Linked DNA regions of Mus musculus: all the other regions are linked to region 2. Evidence: chromatin contacts called from public HiChIP or PLAC-seq data. All regions are on one chromosome and are shown on one strand. The core of a region is the stretch at or near the end of the contact, and the rest is flanking DNA. Distances in the headings are between cores, read along the strand shown.

Evidence for each region. HiChIP or PLAC-seq counts read pairs in DNA pulled down with a chosen protein or histone mark.
Region 1: a contact with region 2 is called in an H3K27ac HiChIP or PLAC-seq map of embryonic stem cells, with 5 times the contacts expected there. The contact joins the promoter of Snd1 here to the enhancer-like site in region 2. A contact is called at or near these places in 2 of 39 promoter capture datasets (cranial neural crest and embryonic stem cells), 7 of 115 datasets of contacts at active chromatin or transcription factors (astrocytes, bone marrow-derived macrophages, embryonic forebrain and 3 more) and 1 of 9 other capture datasets (embryonic stem cells).
Region 3: an H3K27ac HiChIP or PLAC-seq map of embryonic stem cells shows a contact between it and region 2, with 2.5 times the contacts expected there. The contact joins two enhancer-like sites. A contact is called at or near these places in 1 of 39 promoter capture datasets (cranial neural crest), 2 of 115 datasets of contacts at active chromatin or transcription factors (astrocytes and embryonic stem cells) and 1 of 9 other capture datasets (embryonic stem cells).

Annotation. Positions count from the first base shown.
Region 1 is chr6:28,478,326-28,482,471 of GRCm38.p6, reverse strand. It overlaps Snd1 (staphylococcal nuclease and tudor domain containing 1), which reads right to left and starts at 2,124. Exons shown (of 24, transcript NM_019776.2): 1 at 1,830-2,124. The coding sequence starts at 1,907.
Region 2 is chr6:29,115,808-29,119,697 of GRCm38.p6, reverse strand. No RefSeq gene overlaps it. Among named protein-coding and RNA genes, the nearest start is that of Gm25589, 4.1 kb to the right of the region's middle. Within about 2 kb of position 1,342, at least 71 of the 459 cell types and tissues checked have an H3K27ac peak or open chromatin away from gene starts, as enhancers often do. A contact at or near this core is called in astrocytes and embryonic stem cells, where this site is marked.
Region 3 is chr6:28,548,846-28,552,900 of GRCm38.p6, reverse strand. The region is part of intron 10 of Snd1 (staphylococcal nuclease and tudor domain containing 1); the gene reads right to left. Among named protein-coding and RNA genes, the nearest start is that of Snd1, 71 kb to the right of the region's middle. Within about 2 kb of position 2,135, at least 23 of the 459 cell types and tissues checked have an H3K27ac peak or open chromatin away from gene starts, as enhancers often do. A contact at or near this core is called in embryonic stem cells, where this site is marked.

The DNA.
Region 1 (4,146 bases), core at 875-3,374, 640 kb after region 2:
AGTGACACTCTGTTCCTATAATGAAGAGAAGACTGGTACCAATGAAAAGGGCAAGGAAAGAGGAAGCAGTTCAGGAAAATCCTTTCAAGAGTCAAAATTTCAGAGAGAAAACACGGACCCTGGAAACTCCCTACTCATTGAATCTAATGAATTCTGACTGTCTAGATATAAATAGAAAGGCAAAAGGGCAATATTGAATATCTCAAGAACCTCACACACAAGCGGCAGAATATTCATGTTCAAGAGTGTGCATGTGGAGCAGGGGAGATGGCTCAGCATTAAGAGTACAGACTGTTCTTCCAGAGGTCCTGAGTTCAAATCCCAGCAACCACAGGGTGGCTCACAACCATCTGTAATGGGATCCAATGCCCTCTTCTGGTGTGTGTGAAAAGAGTGACAGTGTGATCACATTAAATAATTAAAAAGGGTGTCCATGTGTGCACACATATGTGGGTGCCTGATAGGGAACCTGTGCCTGAACACCCATGCAGAGGGCCAAAGATGCTGGAGCACAGGAAAGCATCCATATCAGTGCCTTCCTCTACTGCTCTTCACCCACTTGAGAAAAGGTCTCTCTCTCTCAATGCACCCGAAGCCTGATATTTTTAGCTAGGCTGGTGGAACAGCAAAAGCCCAGGGTCCACCAGCGCCACGTGCAGCACAAAGGTTCCAGGCAGTGGAACAGCCACGTCCAGCTTTAATGTGTGCCGTGAAGATGCGAACCGGGGTCCTCAGGACTGAGCAGCAAGCACCTGTATCCACTGAGCCATCTCCCCGGATCCCCCTGCAGAGTATATTAATCCTGAGAAAGACAACAGGGACAGCAAAAACAAAAAAAGTTTCAAAAACTGGCTCTCTGGGGAAACTGTCTTCCACTCTGGAGAGAAAAGTCGTTGGAGTTACAATATGAAAAGCAATCGAAAAGATCACAGCCATCTTAAACAGAAAAATCTGTTAACAAACGAGAAATGTCAGACCTCAAGATGTGGGAGGAAAAAAAGGAGAAACAATATAAGAAATAGAACAGAACTTATGCTACAAAATTAGTGTGGAAGTGGAGGTGATGGAATTCAAAATTCCGAATAAAGAAAGCAAAGGTAAGTGAGCAGGATCTATAATAAGAACCCTACACAGGGAATCAGAACACCTGGACTCTTATTATTGGCTCCACTCCAAACCGCCATGTGCCCTTAAGGCAAGTTAGTTACTCTCTTTAAAAACAGGCTCCTTGTCCTTAAGAAGTGAAGAAATGCTACTTAGTATAAGATCCCTGCCAGGCTAAATTTTTAATTTAAAAATACACGAAAATCAGGAGCTTCCAGGCCTAGAAACTAGACATTGAGATAAAAGGGGGAAAGAGTTGAGAAAACTTTGGGTGAATAAGTGAGTCAGTGGACAGAGACAAGCTTCGTGACAGCCAAGCACTCCCGGGGTTCCAGGAAAAGATGTCCGGATCTAGAGAAACTGCGAACTAATCGGCATATGTCAAAATGGACAGAAAGAGGGGGATGGGAGTAACTATCCGTGAACTATCTCCGTTAATGAACCGGTAATAGACCTGCTTCTGGTAAACAGGTAGGGGCTCCGAAAGCCGCGACCCACGAAAATCACAGCGAGCGAATCATGGACAGGTTGCCCGGGAGGCAAAAGTCAAGATAAGTTCGTTCTCGGGTTCTGCCTGGTGAAGATTCGGAGAGTAGGTGGAGAGTGAGGAAGGGGCAGAGGAAAAGCAAACTGAGACCATGCAGGCTGACGGGAGAGAAGGAAGTCAATGCCTGGCTCCTGCTCCAAAGCAGCAGAGGGGTCCGGGTCCAGGGTCCCGCTCTCACCATCTTGACGATGCCCCGCTGCACGGTGGGGACCGCGGGTCCCCCGGAGGAGCCGCTGCTCTGCGCGGAGGAGGCCATGTGTGGAGCTGGAAAGGCAGCGAGTGGGGCGGCCGGCCGGACTGGAAGTGTCAGGGTGGGTGTCGGCGCTTGCAGCGACAAGGAGCAGGCAGGCGACAGGCTACCGTCGGTGGGCTGGACAGAAGCGCCAGGCGCACACTAGAACACCAGCGGGACTGGGAGCAAAAGAGGAGACGCGATCTCCGCCGCCGCCACACGTTCTACTCGCCGCGCAAGCGTGCCAGAGCGCCACCGCCCTCTAGCCAATTAGCGTCCAGAACCCGCTGGAACTCAAGCCAATAGGCACTCTCTTTATGAAGCTCCGCCCTTTGGTCCCAAAACGGGTGCGGAGCTCCAGGAAGCGCTGAAAGAGCTGATTTGCGGTGACGGGATGGTTTTGAGGCGGGACTTCCGGGGAAGTCTTGAGAAGGTGGTGTCGGGAGGTGTAGTGGGAAGGAAAGGACACGTCAGCATCTGGCAGTGGTGCGCGGGGAGCCATGGGAGCCCCGAAGGCGGGGCGGGCCTCGCCCTCCAGCGGAGGTTCTGCTCCTGCCCCGCCCCTCAAGCGGCAAAGCGCCCACGTGTACGGAGCTGGACACCGGAACTGGACGACAAGGGCCTGGGGCCGTCCCAAAGGAACCTTACTGCTCTCAGAGTTCTGACGTTTCACCTCCGCAAAGCAGAGGAAACTTTTGAAAGTCGCCGCCATTGGGTAACCTGCTGATGTTAGTCTTGACCCGGAATGTGGCCGCGAATCTCCCGGTGGTCCGGAGTATCACTGGGGTTTAGTGCTTGTGAGTTCCGCTCATGTTTGTTGATGGAAGCAATAAGCATCTCTTAGAGGATGACTCGTCCTGCACACTGAGAATAGCCTCGTTTTTCGGCTCCTTCCCTCCTGCTCCAACTGAGGTTAGGAAAAACCTTGGGATTTGCCATCCCAGGGCTGAGCGGGAGACAGTCCTAACTCACTGCTAATCTCAGCTCGAGGTGGATCAGGAAAGCCATATTCAAGTGGATATTCAGGGAGAATTTATGGTCTTGGAGTGCCCCGTTTTAGAGCACAGGTTCTTGTATGTATTATTTAATAATAAAACCTGGACCTACGCTAAAGACACTACTTCCACTATAGCCTGTTTTAAGAAGTTTGAGTAGTCACGCATGTCTCAAATCAGGGTCAAGTTTTGGGGTCAGCATCTTCCTATAGCTCCAAAGCCAAGTCTGTACCACGAATTCACCCTATTCAAAAGAGAAAACGGATCTTTATAGATAGATACACACACACACACACACATATATAAAACAATTTTGAGGGGTTGCCCAGTACACTGGTAGCTCAGCTCTAAGACCTCATCTTTAGTGAATTTGACCTTTGCAACAGTGTAGCCACTCTCTCCAGGATAGTTGAAGCAGTTGAAACTAATTCCAAACATCTCATTTTCTGATCATAGTTACTGTCCTTTCCCCCCTACTCAGCCAGTTAATTCTCTTTTGCTTGTACTAATTTTCTATTTCTACACAACCATTGATCCTACTAGTCAGTCCTAACAACCAAATTACGTGGAGCATGAACATGCACAGTATACACTGCCTGTTAAATACTTTTTCCCTGAAGAATATGTTAGTCCTTAAGACAAGCCTACAAAGTCCATATGATCTGTTTCTTCAAAGGAGAGCATTGATGTTTTGTTTTCTGTCTGTTTATTTTTAAGTGAATAGGAATCTCAAAGGGCTCCAACAGGTAAAGTTGATTGCATTGCAAGGTAGATAACCCGAGTTCAGTCCCTGGGACCCACATGGTGGAGGAAGAAAACCAAGTCCTGCAAGCTATCCTCTGACCTCTCAGGCAAACTGTGACATGTGATGCTTGCATACACACACAGATATATATAACATATACATAAAAAATGTAGTTTGAAAAAAAATCTAGTGAGCAGTGCTAGGTCAGTATCTTAAGGGACAGAGTCAAGATATGAACTCAACTGTCTACCATAAATAATCTTATCTTAGGCCTCTACCTGCTTCTCTGGTAGACAAACCTACCTCATCCTCTGCCAAGTCTATAGAATCCATAACCTAGACAAAGATGTTTAATTCTCTAACAAGCTTCCCATGGGGGGGGGGGGGGGAATGCAGTGGACACTGCTGTGCAAGAGCCTTCTGTGTCCACTGTTCAGCTGTCTCCCATTTCGGTCCTCCAGACCACTAGTCCGCTGTTCTTACCATAAGGCACTTTCTAATCATGCCAGTCCCTCAACATCAG
Region 2 (3,890 bases), core at 93-2,592:
ATTTATCGTTATCTGACTGTGTTAAGCCATGGGTGAACTGTACCTGCCTGCAGGTTCCCTGCTCAAGAGGGGCAAACTACAAAAGCATTCTGTAAACATTGAGCAATTATTCAGAATTCCAATGAAAAACATTGTATATTATTCCTTGTAAATTATATGCATCATACTTTCTAAAAGCTAAAATTTTATGAAAATGTGTTTAAAATTATAATAAATGTATTGCATACATTTTAATCCCAGAGATTCACTTTTTAAACATGGAAACACCAGTGCCATGAAACCATTTTATAGGCGAGGCTGGCCGAGAACACATGATTCTCTCCTGCACCAGCCTTCCAAATGCTGGGATTTTAGGCACATGCCACCACACTGGCCTTTTGATTTCTGCGCACACTGGATCTGGCTTTGGACAGCCTACTGCTTTGGAGTCTCACACTTCCATTTTTCAGTTACCCACGGTGTTCTGTCTAACCCTCCAGGACCAGCCTTCCCTCTGGATTCCTTTGGGGTGTGGCTCAGGGTAGCAGTGCTCTGGTTTTCCAGAAGTCCTGGGCTTCCGTCTGCAGCTCCTCAAAGGGGAAAAGGTGCTTTGTTCGGCTGAATTATTTGCCAGCTGTGGATTTCAGGATCAGACCCTGGCTTTCTGAGGTTAGCTCTTAACATGTGCATGGTCTTTAGAGGAGATGGTTGACCCTGCCTGGTAAAAACTATGGACACTGAACCCTTTTTCCTATAGGTTCCTCATAATACACTGAATGTTTCAGGAAGTTTACGGGAGGTGCCTTCATGTCAAAAGAAACTTACAGTCAGGAGGGTTTGGAACCCCCTCTCAAATCACACCCAGGGGCAGAACCTTGTAGGTGGGGTTTAGTGTAGTCTGGCATGAAAGGAACTGCCCAAGGATAAGAACCCGTGACATATGCAGAGCTGGACAATACTTCCATTATACAAAACCTGGCTGAATAGGGCTTCCTGGCTTAGAGCCCCTCATCTTTCCAATCTCTAGAGCACCTTGTACTGGGTGGGGGGTTGGGGGGGAAGCTGCCACTGCCTGTGCTAGAGCACAGTGAGAAGAGGGTGGAGCTGCACCTCCCACATGGACTAGAGCAGGCCCACTATCTCTGGAAGCTTCTTAAGGAACCTGAAACACATTCTTACTAGGTACTAAAGGTTTGGAGGTTAAAGTGGTTTCTCTTTCAAACTAGGTAGTAAGAAAAGGAAAGGCACTTCCTGGGTTTTGTTTGTTTGTTTGGTTTGTTTTGAGACCAGATCTGTCACACCCTAGGTTGGCATTGAACTAGCTACAAGACTAAGAATGACCTTGAACTTCTGACCCTCCCATATGGGATCATATGCATTCTCCAGCACACCTGGCTTATTTGGTGCTGGGGATGGAGCCCAGGGCCTCCTGCATGCTAAGCAAACATTACCATCTGTGCTACAACCCTTAGCCCCAGGAGGAACATTTTCAATGTCATGCGCTTTGGATGGCAAAGCCTTTGAAACCTTCCCTTATGTAATTAATTTACATTTTTTATTATATTTCTCAACTTGAAAATTAAGCCCTTTGCTTGGCCAGCTTCTTCCCTCCCCTTTATGTCAAAAGAAACCACTTACAGCTATTTGTTTTTAATCTTTTGCCTCTTTCTCGTGTGTGTGTGTGTGTGTGTGTGTGTGTGTGTGTGTGTGTGCATATGCATGAGCATATAAGAAGTGCCTGAGCCCAGAATACATTTGTGTAAAGATTTTCTTCATGGTGGCTGGGCTCTGTATCTTGGCACACTACAGAGTTGCTCATATTTAGCCGGGGTGGATCAGTTCCACTCGCTTTTATAACTCTCTTTCCCAGAATCCAGACTCCAAAGACATCTCCATTCCCCTGGAGGTCCGATAATGGCGGTTGTCCATAGTGATGAAAATCTCCAGGGAGAGCCATGGCAATTCGACAAGAGCTATTAAAGGGACATTAGGCTTGAAGTACCAGCATGGGGAATCACATACCTTTGAACCCTAGGACAGCTGCCAACACTGACCAATTGGGAGTCTGGCTCTCTAGCCCTGCAGCTGTGTGTGGGTGCTGCTGGCTTCCAGCCACTGGAGTAAGTCCCATGGAAGGAGACGGGCTCTTGGAAGAACTGTTTGCTTCTGCTTTCTCACTTCTCACCAGAGGACAGCCAGTGCAAACAGCAGTCACTACCAACAGTAGCAGTTAGCCTGCTTACTGTGACTGTGCTAGGATTACCTCACTGAGTAAAATGCCCACCAACATCCTCATGCCCAGATGCCAAGAGAAGAATACAGAGAGCAATGTCTGGAAAGGGAAGCAGGCCTTCCCCTCCTCCCTTCTGCAGACCTGGGCAGAAACTCGCTGCAGCCCTGCCCAGGTACCTCATACATCTTCCCACTCTCTGGGGAATTAACTAATTAGCAGAGGTTAAGGACCCTCTACAGAGCCCTTGTGGTCTCTTCTTTCTCCCTGCAAAGAGCTTTCTGTCTTTGTCCGACTTGGGAGTATACTTGGATACAGCAGACACTTAAAAGTAATGCAGTGCTAATAGGTCTCCATGGGAGGCCCCAGAACAGGGTTCTGGGCATCTAGACATTTCAAATGGAGCATACACAGGTTGGAGTGTTGCATCTCAGATCAGGACAGGGCCCATGTGTGTTCCCAGGAACCTGCTACAGAACAACTTGAATTTTGAGCCTCTTGGTGATACTGGGTGTTAACTAGGATCTGTGTCCTTTCGGGGGTTGGGGGTGGGGGCTTGAGCAGATGGAGCAGCCCAGGACAGTAACAACAAGGAGAAAGATGAAGATCAGTTTCTCAAAGTGATCCTGGCCTCTCCAGGACAAGGAAAGAGTGAGTTATACAATGCTGGCTGGTCCTGCACGTCCTGGGACTGATACCACCTCTGTCTACCACTGTAAACCCCCCCCCCCCACACACACACACAGGAAGCCGTGGCGGAGTTACAGGTAAAGGCCAAGAGTCAGGGTGCTGGACTCCCCTCTGGGCCCCCAGTCTTTTTGTATATGAACTGGAGAGCGAGAAAGCCCAGACTGTTGTTGTTAGCAAGCTCCTGATAAAATGGCTGGTGTAAAGTCTTGGAGGCTTGGAAGAATGGTCTCTGTTGCTCTTTGCTCCCAGTGCTCTGAGTGCATTCACAGGAAAGGGGAAAGAATAACCAGCCGGGGAGATGCCTACCTTAAGGGCTATTGACCGATAGCTCTCGGGGAGGCTCCCCCGCCCCAGTCATGTCACTGCAGGGACAGTGGATCATGCTCTCTTCATGTGTGACCTGCATAAGGCAATGTCTGTGGTGTAATATGAGCAAGTTTGGTGAGGGGTCTCAGTAACACCATCACCATGCTCCCTGTATCCCACCCAGCAAGAACTTCCTTGTTCAACCATACCAGACCCTCGAATGGCATATGAGGTGGTGCTGCCTGCCTGCCTGCCTGCCTGCCAATGGAGCAGCCTTCTTTGCCAGAGCAGAAGATGCCATTAACCACTGTCTTATACTGGGCTCATGCTGAGTTTGTGGACGTGGTTTCAGGGCATCTTTCATCCTCACTACAAAGTCCAGAAATGGATGCTACAAGCAAATACACTGATCAGAAAAGTCAGGCTCAAGGCGAATTTGCCTGAATCCACTTGAGGAATGTGAGGCGACTGCTCCTAGCAACTCACCTCCACAAGGGCCGTGGAGAAGCAGCTCCCATGAACCCTCAGAGGAGGTGGGGCCAAACCTAGAGGTGGAGGCCACAGCTTCCGGTGGGGAGGGACTGTACCTCCAGCTCCAGCTTCTTGGGCGGAAAAAAAGGTGGTCATGAGCTTCCCGAACTCCCCCAGGTTCTCACTGGGAAAACCTGGCTTAGAGGGAAAGCAG
Region 3 (4,055 bases), core at 886-3,385, 570 kb after region 2:
AGCTGAACAGAGCTAGCAGAGGCATCCAGAGATTAACAGAGGGTTTCGAGTAGGCAAAATGATGCCCACTCAAAAGCAATCTATGAAATTACTTCTCATGCCTCAGCAGACATGATTTAAACATTTGATAATTGTCTACTATGGTCATAGTACTCTCTACAAGATTCGGAAAGGGGAGATAAAGATGAGAAATGGCATTCCTGCCCTCAGCGGTGCTTAGACTTCACAGAGAAAAGCAGGCATGCACATCAACAGGTATCATGCTGGAGAGAAGGAAGGGCCTGTGTGTACAGAAAGAAGTCTCTGACCTAACAGGATTCTTAAGAACCTGAGCAAGACAGAGGGCACAGAGAGAGGTCAGAGAACAGTAAATGATGGTGCCGCCAACTCCAGAAACAACAGAGAATCACTACAGCTCAACGAGACTGAGAAGTGGAAAGAAACATGAACACACAGCATGAGCAAGATTTAGATAAGTTGAAAATGTTACAACTGTGTGATAGTGATGATTAAAGGAACAGAGAAAAGAGAGATGGGCTGGAAAAGGTAAATGCACAAGGTTCGGGGGATTAACCACCAAGTCCCACCAGGAGGTTGTTAAAATCCCACAAATATGATTTGAAAGAAAGAGGCAAGGGGATCTCTGGCTCAAGGAATGGAAGGAAATATAATTTGTAAGACAGAGAAGAAAGAAATCAAATGCAACAAGACAGGCACATGCTGTCTTTTCCAGTTTAAAATATCCCGACCAAGATCAGTGGCGTGTCCATTTTAGGAAACTGCTCTGTCTAGATACTCAGTGTCTTGACCTCATCACAAGGAGCCAGCCTTGCTGGCCAGTGACCTCTCAGCTGAGAAGCAGATCACAGCAGTGATTTAAGTGATGGCACCTGGATAGTAATCTCAAAAACAGCACATGCACATTTTGGAATCTTAAATAGGTGAGTTATGCCCATTTCCTAATAGAAATTTTTTTCAGCCTTCAATAAAGGAAGTTTCAAGTGTTCATCTCAAAAATGCCCAGATCAAACAATTTGGAACCGGGTACAGAAAGCCTCTGCCAGCACTCTGACACGTTCCATGTCTTTTGATCACACTGCCGCAGTCCCCAAATCTCTCCATTGGAAACGGGTGGAATGCTATATCCATTTCAAAGAGCTTTTGCTTGTCTCCAAGGTCCTTAATGCCAAGCTGGAGTCCCTCTCTAATTTGCTGTTTGCCTTATGTTTCCAGTTACAAGCCTGAGATCACAGTTACCGGGTTTATTGGTTTGCCCGTACTTTGCTTAGGGACTCTAACCTCACAGCTTTCTCTTGGTATGCATCTTAGTGGCCACATGGTCTGACTGAGGATCCAGAAGGACCACTCATCTTTCTTTCAAAAGTCAAAACTAGAGGGAATGGGCTGAGAACCACTTGTAACTGTGTCTAAATGGCAAAGCACACCAGGGTCCTACACAACAGATGGAGTTATCAGAACCTGAATCAGCCTTGCCTCTGAAAAAAAGCTTTTGAGATTTCCAGGGCATCCTTAGTAATGTACTTACCTGCAGTTCCTCTCTGCCAAAGTGCCTGTCCAAGAATCCCAGGGGGCACAGACCTGGGAGAGACACCCAAAGTAAAAGCAGCAAGGACACAAGCTTAGAAAGACCCTTCACTGCCCAGGCCTGAATGTTTACAGGCCGTGATGTGAAAGAATCTTTATGGTGAGTTCAGAGTGAAGAAGCTCAAGGACAGGGAATGGAAATGAACAGACAGCAATAGCAGTACAGGACCAGCTTCTACCCTTGGACTTCCACTTTTCCTGAGTACCAAGCCAGAGACAGAGTCCAAGGGAGAAAAGGGAGAGCCAGACACACTGCACAACAGAGCCAGAGAAGAGGCTCTGCAACCAAAAGCAAACGTAATCCACGAAACACCCGGGGCTGAGCAAACACTCTACCTGTTTTTTAGGTAAATTTCAGCTCCATCTCTCTGTGCCAACAACTACAATAGCACTCCAAGAGCAGACTTCAGGAGGAAATAAGTCAGCCCCTGCACTGGATGCCTGGGGGCTGTTTCCTTTGTCATTAACACTCCAAGTGTAACACAAAGCCTATGGAAGCTCTGGGCTATGGAGCACTAGGCTTTCCAGTTTCAGATCAAAGCCAAGAGCTCCCTAGGAAGCCCTAAGATTGCACAATGTACTATCTCCTTCAAGGCAGCAGCTCAGAAAAGCCAGAGCCTTTCTCTAAGACTTACTTCTTTATGGCAAACAACTGGATAAAGCAAGCTCTGCCTTTAGAGAAACCCCAATGCCTGTGCAGGTTCACAAGAGCATCACATGTAAGTTGTAAACAGGCTTTCAGCCTGAAGGAGTGCATAGCTCCTAAGAGCGGACACTAGATTCACCCTGAACCATCCAGAAGCAAGACCAACACCTGCAGTCACACCCACCCGAATGCTTGAGGGACTACTAACTACACACACTCATGCATTTAATCCTCCCATCCCACCAGCCACCACGAACCACACTCCTATCACAACACAGGATCTGCCAGGCAATCCAGGAAAGCCCTAGGAGAAAAAACAGTTGCTCTGGTGTTTTAAATGCTTCGTCTAGCTCAATTAGAAAATAACCAGAGCAGAAGGGAGAAAGTACAGTTAGCCCTGGGCAAAACCTTGTTTCCCTGTAAAATTTAAGAAATGGTACCCCCCCCATCCAATTTTTCCTATTACACCACCCTGACTCCACCCCACCCCAGAGCCCCCACACCCACACCCCACTGCCATGCTATTTCTAGATGTTGTCCAGAAGATGTGCTTAACTAATGATAGACTACTAAAATTTCTAGGGAAGGAGGAAGAGAAACAGTGAAGCGAATGTGCCACATACTTTTCTAAAAGTAACATCACTGGGTCCTCATCTGGAGCTCAGGTCAGCCGGCCGTATGGCAGGAATTGCTAAGGCCATCTGCCTGCCCATCACACTGCTCACTCAAGTCTCCTCTGTTATCTATCCTCCAGCTTCTGCATCTGCATTCTCTCCCACATGGCTCTTTTGCTTAAGAGTGCTCATACCATAAGCAATTGGATTATACCTTTCTCCATTTCCAAGCCATTGACCCTCGAGAAAGTACCTGGTTACTTACACAAAAGGTAATTTCCCAAGTGCATGCCTGGAGGCCTGGTACAATCCACCTACCACATACCTTCATCCCCAAACCATCCTAGCATTCGGGGTTTCTGAGACTACAGGGCTACTCCCCATCTCCCAACAATACACCATCTTTTCCTTGGAGAGCCTACCAGATCTTGGTCTAACTAGGGCAGGAATATATTCTTGTGCAAGCTGCATCTTACACAAGGGCATCGAGCCAAAGGGACAGAGACAGAAGAGGAGCTGAAATTCAGCTTCCCCTCTGTGTGCCAAGCCCTGACTGAGCTGAGGCTCTAGGGGAAAGGACATCCCTTTCTGATTTGTACTAACATACCAAATGAACTAGCACAGGTACTAAACCTCAGTAAGAGCTCTACTTTGAATATTTTTAAGTTAAAAAACAAACAACAACAACAACAACAACAACAACAAAAGAGAACTATTTTTTTTCCTCTCTATGTAGCCCTGACATGCTAACTGTCCAGGAACTCTGTATATAGACCAGTCTGGCCTCGAATGCACAGAGATCCACCTACCTCTGCCTACAAGAGGCTGGAATTTAAGGTGTATACCACTATGCCTGCTTCTACCTTGAATACTCAATTTGGGCTTCTTAGTTATGTCTGCTGCCCAAGCTTCAACATCTATATAAATTACAGCACCATTGGGAACTAGAGACAAGTTTTCTTCCTATACCCATACTGTAAATCTTTGTAAACTTTAGAATAAATGTTGAAGAGAATCTCATGCTCTTCGTAAGAGCTCGTGGGAATTCTTCTAAGGAGGAAGGAAAATCCTCTGAACCCTCCAGGACCCAGAGGGACTGCTGGAGGCACAGCTACAGCTCTCGTTTGTCACAGTCTCCCCAGGTACTTGGTCAATTAAGGCTTATCAAAAGAAAATCCACAATTACTCCT